2 separate regions of the Sus scrofa genome follow, and region 1 is linked to region 2. Evidence: chromatin contacts called from public Hi-C data. All regions are on one chromosome and are shown on one strand. Each heading gives the region's core, a stretch centred on a gene start, on an enhancer-like site or on the middle of the called end of the contact. The rest is flanking DNA. Distances are from core to core; before and after follow the strand shown.

Region 1 (2,915 bases), core at 216-2,715, 92 kb after region 2:
CAGAACCTCATTCTTGCTTGTAAAACTTCCACTGGCTCATTCTTATCCTAGAAATGTCTTCTCAAAATCATGGTTAAGGCTCCTCCTTTTGAAAACAACAACTACCTCTAGGCTCAAGGCATCTAAGAGATTTTGCTGCTTAATTTCCCAGACTGAAATTCTCTATTCATCAAAAGCACTAAACAAAATAGTCCTTGGAGGGACAGCCCTCTGCACCCCACAACTGGGAGAGGTGGAGAAAGATGGCTGTAAAAAGTTAAACAAGAATAAACTTCAGCTCCATCAAAGTCCTGGGCAGATCCAATTACCCTTGCAACTGGACTGTTTCAGCTCTCAACAGATGCCTATTAAGGACTCTACACTAGAAACACAAGTCACCATTCCATGTTTAAAAACAATTAAAAACAACTGTACTTCCTTTTGTCCTTTTCTCTAACTGCAAAAAAGGTGAGCAACAGGAAACAGAATTCCTCCACTATGCACCACCACAAAACCAGGCCTGAATGAGTCAAAACAAATAATTTTTCTCTTTGTCACTCAAAACCCAACTTAAAAATAACTTAAAAAAAAAAAAAGAAAGAAAGAAAGAAAACTGGGGCAAGAAAGGGGCTTTTGTCACTTCTACAAATTTTATATTCCTAACTCCTCTTCGCCTTGACACCCATTCTAATGCTGGCAAAGCCCTCCTTGCAGGTATTCATTCCTCCAAACAGTAATCAATCTATCAATCTTATTTTTAGATAAATAAGGAAGGCGAAGGGAGTGACTAGGAGACCTTATTTACACTCCACAGACGTGCCTAACCAGCTCTCACAGAGGAACCAAAAATCAAAATCTGCCAGAATTGAAAAAAATATAAAACCAACCTTCAAAAGGATACCTCACCGCCCACCAGACCTAAGCAAACAATCTGCCCACTCGGGCTCCCACCTCGACGCCTCTCTCCAGCCAGGGATTCCTCACCCTTGCTTCCTCCCGGGCACCACCACCGCTACCCGAGGGGCAGAAGCAGGGTCTAAGAACAAAGAAGGTCCCCCAAAATCCCCCCCCAACGCTGGCAGAGACCAGAACTGAATCCATTGTTTATACCACCCCACCCCCACCCCAGCCGCACCCGCCCCCCCTTCCACCCCGGGGCAGCAGGAGCTCCAGGGATATCGCTCTCCAGGCGCAGGGCCGTGCCCTTCCCTCCCCGCCCGCGGCGGCCCGGGGACCCCACCACGGAGCAGCTCTGCTGCGGCAAGACTGCGTCGGAGGACCGCGGGGTGCCGGTGGAGGCGGGGGCTGTTCCTCAGGGCACCGGTGGATCCATCCTCATCTCCATCTCCGCCCCCCTCCTCCTTCGCTGCCTCCCGGGCTTCCTCCTCTCCCGTTGTCAGTTAGGATCAGCTGATCGAAGTGAACTTCTCCCAGCTCGGACTAACAGGAAGGCGTGAGCAGTGCAACCCACTGAGGGAGGAGCGGGAGGGCTGGAGCTTGACAACGGAGAGGGCGGAGAAGGGCGCGCACAGCTTTCTGGGAAATGTAGTTCTTCTGAAGTGCGTCTTTCCCCAACATCCCGGAAGAGAAGCCCAAGAATAACTACAATTCCCAGTACAGAAGAAGACATTCTTGTGAGGAGGCGATAGGGACACGCCTCGGAGCATGTCGGGACTTGGAGTTTTTGCAACGAGTGTGGTTTCCGCAGGTTTCCGCAAGTTGTTTTGGGAAGGAGTGGCGTTAAATTAGAGAACTGATATAATATGTAGCATAGGCGAGGCAAATAATTCGATTTCAGGTAACCCTTATTGCACACCATTCTTTAAGAAATATGGAAAGACAGGCCGTCTCCAGTTACCCAATTTCACCTTGCACAAACTAAGAGGCCAGAAAGAATTTTAAGAGAATATAAGTACTTTTGGAGGAGTTTTGTTTTCTCTTCATGAAAACCAACCATTACTTTATTTTTCTGACCTTTCCTTACATATTTTAAAAACTCCCGAGTTTTAAATGGTCTTTTAGTTAGAGAGGTACATTTATTCAGGTAAGCTTTCAGGTTACAATACAGGCTAATGGTTAACACTGTTATCTCTCTTCTTGTAAATGGCCTTATGTTTGTTCAGTGCTTTCACTCTTTGTTTTTTAATTTTGTTTCTTACAACAACACTGAAAGAAAGCCTGATATCAAGAGCACTGGTCTGAGAAACTGACTGGGTGCTTGTTCTAGAAAGCTCTTGGTATAAATCACACAACTCTCCATGAAACAAAAGGATTGTATTGTGTAATTTCTCAGGTCCCTGCAAATTCTAATGTTCTATGTTTGTATCATGATAGTTGTTAAACAGGGAGAGAAAAGGAAGGTTGAGTGACTTCTCTAGCTGAGTCAAGAACCAATCTCCTGACTTAAAGTGAGATAGTTTTTTACCTTATGATTCAATGGACATAGTTAGAAAGTAATGAAACCAAATCTAGGGGTTCCCTGGTGGCCTATCCAGTTAAGGAGGGATCATTGCCACCTGCTGTGGGGCAAGTTGGACCCCTGGCCCAGGAACTACCACATTGGGTGGGGGGAGGGGCAGTCAAAAAACCCAAATATACATAGTAATGAAAAAGCCATGGAGTTCCCATTATGGCTCAGTGGTAACGAATTGATATGGTGTTGCCCTGAGCTGTGGTGTAGGTCACAAATGAGGCCTGGATCCTCTGTTGCTGCGGTTGTGGTATAGGCTGGCAGGTATAGCTTCAATTCGACCCCTAGCCTGGGAACTTCCATATGCCTCTGGTGGGACCCTAAAAAAAAAAAAAAAAAAACCTCCTAAAAGTGTGTGGAAAGCAGTTCCTTCCAAAGAGAGCAACTAAGGTGAGAAAAAAGAGGAGTTCCCATCGGGGTGCAACAGAAATTAATCCTACTAGGAACCATGAGGTTGCAGGTTCGA
Region 2 (2,728 bases), core at 53-2,552:
CCCCAACTCTCAAACCTTCAGAGGCTCCCCTCTGCGAGCTCCTTACCCTTGACATTTGACCCAACTTTTCTGCCTGTTTTGCTTCCAAGACTCCCCTCCGGTGCAGTCAAAACGAACGCCTCACTATTCCTTCAACAAGCGTCCAGTCAGCTTGTTTAGCTTAGAATTTCTCTGCTTTCTCTTCCAGGCAGCTCAAGCTTCATGAAACTGTCCTTTATTCTGGCTGTCCTGGCTTCTCATCATCTCTTCCCATTCCACACCCTTTTTTATATAAAATTCTTGAGAGGCGACATTCTACCTTCCTTGTTATTGAATGAAATGCTTTCACACATGGGTACAACTGATAAACCCCACAACCTATTTTCTGATGGATCCCGCCACTCACAGGGGCCTGGGTTAACAGGGCACAAGGTGTGCCAGGCCGGCTCCTGGCGACAACCAAGCCTGGCCCATTTGAACGCAGCTTTCCTCACAAAACTGTCACTTCCCGTCAAATGCCCACCACAGGCTTCCATTTTCCTTTCGGATCTGACCGCTGTCAGCGATTCCGAGAACGAGCACACGCAGAGACCCTTCTGGAAATATTCGTCGTATGAACAAACTGCGCTAGAGAGAATATCACAACGTTTGATCGACTTTCCTTGTTTCAACAGAAGAAATCAAGGCCCAGAAAGGGAAAAGACTCGCCCTAGGTCACAGCAAGAAGGAAACAGAACTAGACCCAGAACCAAGATCTCCTGACTGAAATTCAGGGCACGCTCCTCTGCACCTTGAAGCCACGCAGATCAAGGGTCAGCAGCCTCAGCGACCAGAGGTCATGAACACACACGTCAACACCTGTTCCTTTTTCTCTCACTCACCTCAGAGCCTCCTTCGCCCTCTCCAAAATCCTTCCTCCTCCCTAAGTCTCAGGTTTATAGACAGTGGTCCAGAGCGGCAAGAGGACTTTCCTGAGCTGGATCAACCGGCTTGGACAGAGAAAATACCCGGTGCTGGGCGAGGTACCCACCGCTTCGGAAGAGGCAGCCTCAGAGCGCCCTAGGTTTGAACTCAAGGCTCCCGCGCCCGCGGGTCGGACCCGGCCCCAAAGCACGCCCGGCCCCGCCCCAAACGCGCGAGGTCCCGCCCCAAACGTGCATGGCCCCGCCCCAAAAGCGCCGAGCCCAGTCACGCCTGCCGCCGATTCTCAGCTTCCCAGCCAGGTCTGGGGCGGAGCCGAGGCCTCAATCCCCGCCCCCTCCCTGAGATCCATCCTATTGCCATAGACAGTCAGAAGACGTGTCCAATGAGAAGGAAGGGGCGGCCGCCAAGGCCCTATCCGCTGCGACAACATGAAAACCGACGCAACTAACTGGCGGACGCTACGCCTCGGTCTTTCCGGGTCCTTGCACGCTTAGTCCCCACTTCTGCTGATCCTGGGCCCGAGGGAGAGCCGGAAGGGACCCTCTGATCAAGTAAGTCTGAGCTGACTGGAGTGATCGTTGGCGTTGGTCCGGGGCCAGCTGCTGCTCCCGCGACAGAATTCGGGAGGGATAGGGCGTGGGGGGAAGGCCCGAGAAAGGGGCGGGGAGGAGCAGAGCACGTGGAACGCCGGCCTGACCGTGGCGTGGGTGGGGGGCTGGGCCGGCGAGCTCCCGCCGGGTGGGATTGGTGCGCGCGTGGAGCTCGCTTGCCTTGTGGGAGGGGAACTCTGAGTGTCGCCGCTGGAGTCTGACGTGAAGGAGCGTTTTTCTAAATCCTGAAGTCAACGTGCCACCCAACAACCTGTCAGTGGCTGGGCTGCGGGCGCTTGTTGGCGGTTTACCTGAAAGTTCAGGTTGAGAACTTTTTCAGGCAGGTCAGTATAGCAGCGAACATGGGCGCCTGAGTGCTGGGCTCTGCTGACCGCTTTACAAGCACTAAGCTTTCTATACACCAGCTCTGTGAGGTGGGTGGAAGTACCTTAGACTAAAGAGCCCTAGAGAGGTTGTCACTTATCCGAGGTAACTCACGAACTAATGAGCGGTGGAGCCGCCGGATGAACCCAAGCTTCCCGATTTCACCTCCGCACCGAGCCGCGCTGGTGATCAAGTCTCCCCTTCCATTTTGGCGTTCGCGGTGTCTGGGAAGCCTCCAGTTGACCTCAGAAAACATGACACCCCCTTCCCCTGGACAGGCATGGGACCGTCCCTAGCCCTTTGTCCTGTGCATCAGACAGCAAGAAGGAAAAAAAATGGAGATGACAACTAATAGGAGGAATCAAAATTCCAAAGCCCCAAACTCTAGTTTTAAGTAGCTGGAAATTGTAGTTGAGGTGGTATGTGTGGGTGATGAAGCCCCGAGGCCAGACCAGCAGGGGTGGAATTCCTTTCCCATCAAATACTATGTCTTTCTGGGTCCGGTGCCTAGTCCTCCAATCCTCACTTGTAAGGTAGAGTTTAGAAGTATCAACTCAGGGTGGGCCTAGCAAGCCCCCTGTAAGGGGCCGTTTTATGTTGGGTTTTCCAAATCAGTGGCGTTGGCATTTTCCACGCTACAGTCCAGTAGTGTCTTAATTCATCTGCTGCTAGATATTTAGGATGTTTCTCACTTAGAAATATTACAGAACTGCTGTAGTAAAAATCGGTTTTGTTTTTGAGATATAATTCACATGTGCCAGGAGTTCCCATCGTGGCCCATCGTTAGCGAACCCGACTGGTATCCATGAGGATGCGGGTTTGATCCCTGGCCTCCATCAGTGGGTTGAGGA

Evidence for each region. A called contact is a pair of places that touch in the nucleus more often than the background predicts.
Region 1: a Hi-C map of skeletal muscle shows a contact between it and region 2, with 9 times the contacts expected there. The contact joins the promoter of ZFYVE1 here to the promoter of DCAF4 in region 2. A contact is called at or near these places in 1 of 5 promoter capture datasets (fetal skeletal muscle) and 4 of 47 Hi-C or Micro-C datasets (heart right ventricle, liver and skeletal muscle).

Annotation. Positions count from the first base shown.
Region 1 is chr7:96,378,821-96,381,735 of Sscrofa11.1, forward strand. ZFYVE1 (zinc finger FYVE domain-containing protein 1) reads right to left here and starts at 1,466. Exons shown (of 12, transcript XM_001926161.6): 1 at 1,220-1,466.
Region 2 is chr7:96,287,458-96,290,185 of Sscrofa11.1, forward strand. DCAF4 (DDB1- and CUL4-associated factor 4) reads left to right here and starts at 1,303. Exons shown (of 14, transcript XM_001928868.4): 1 at 1,303-1,454.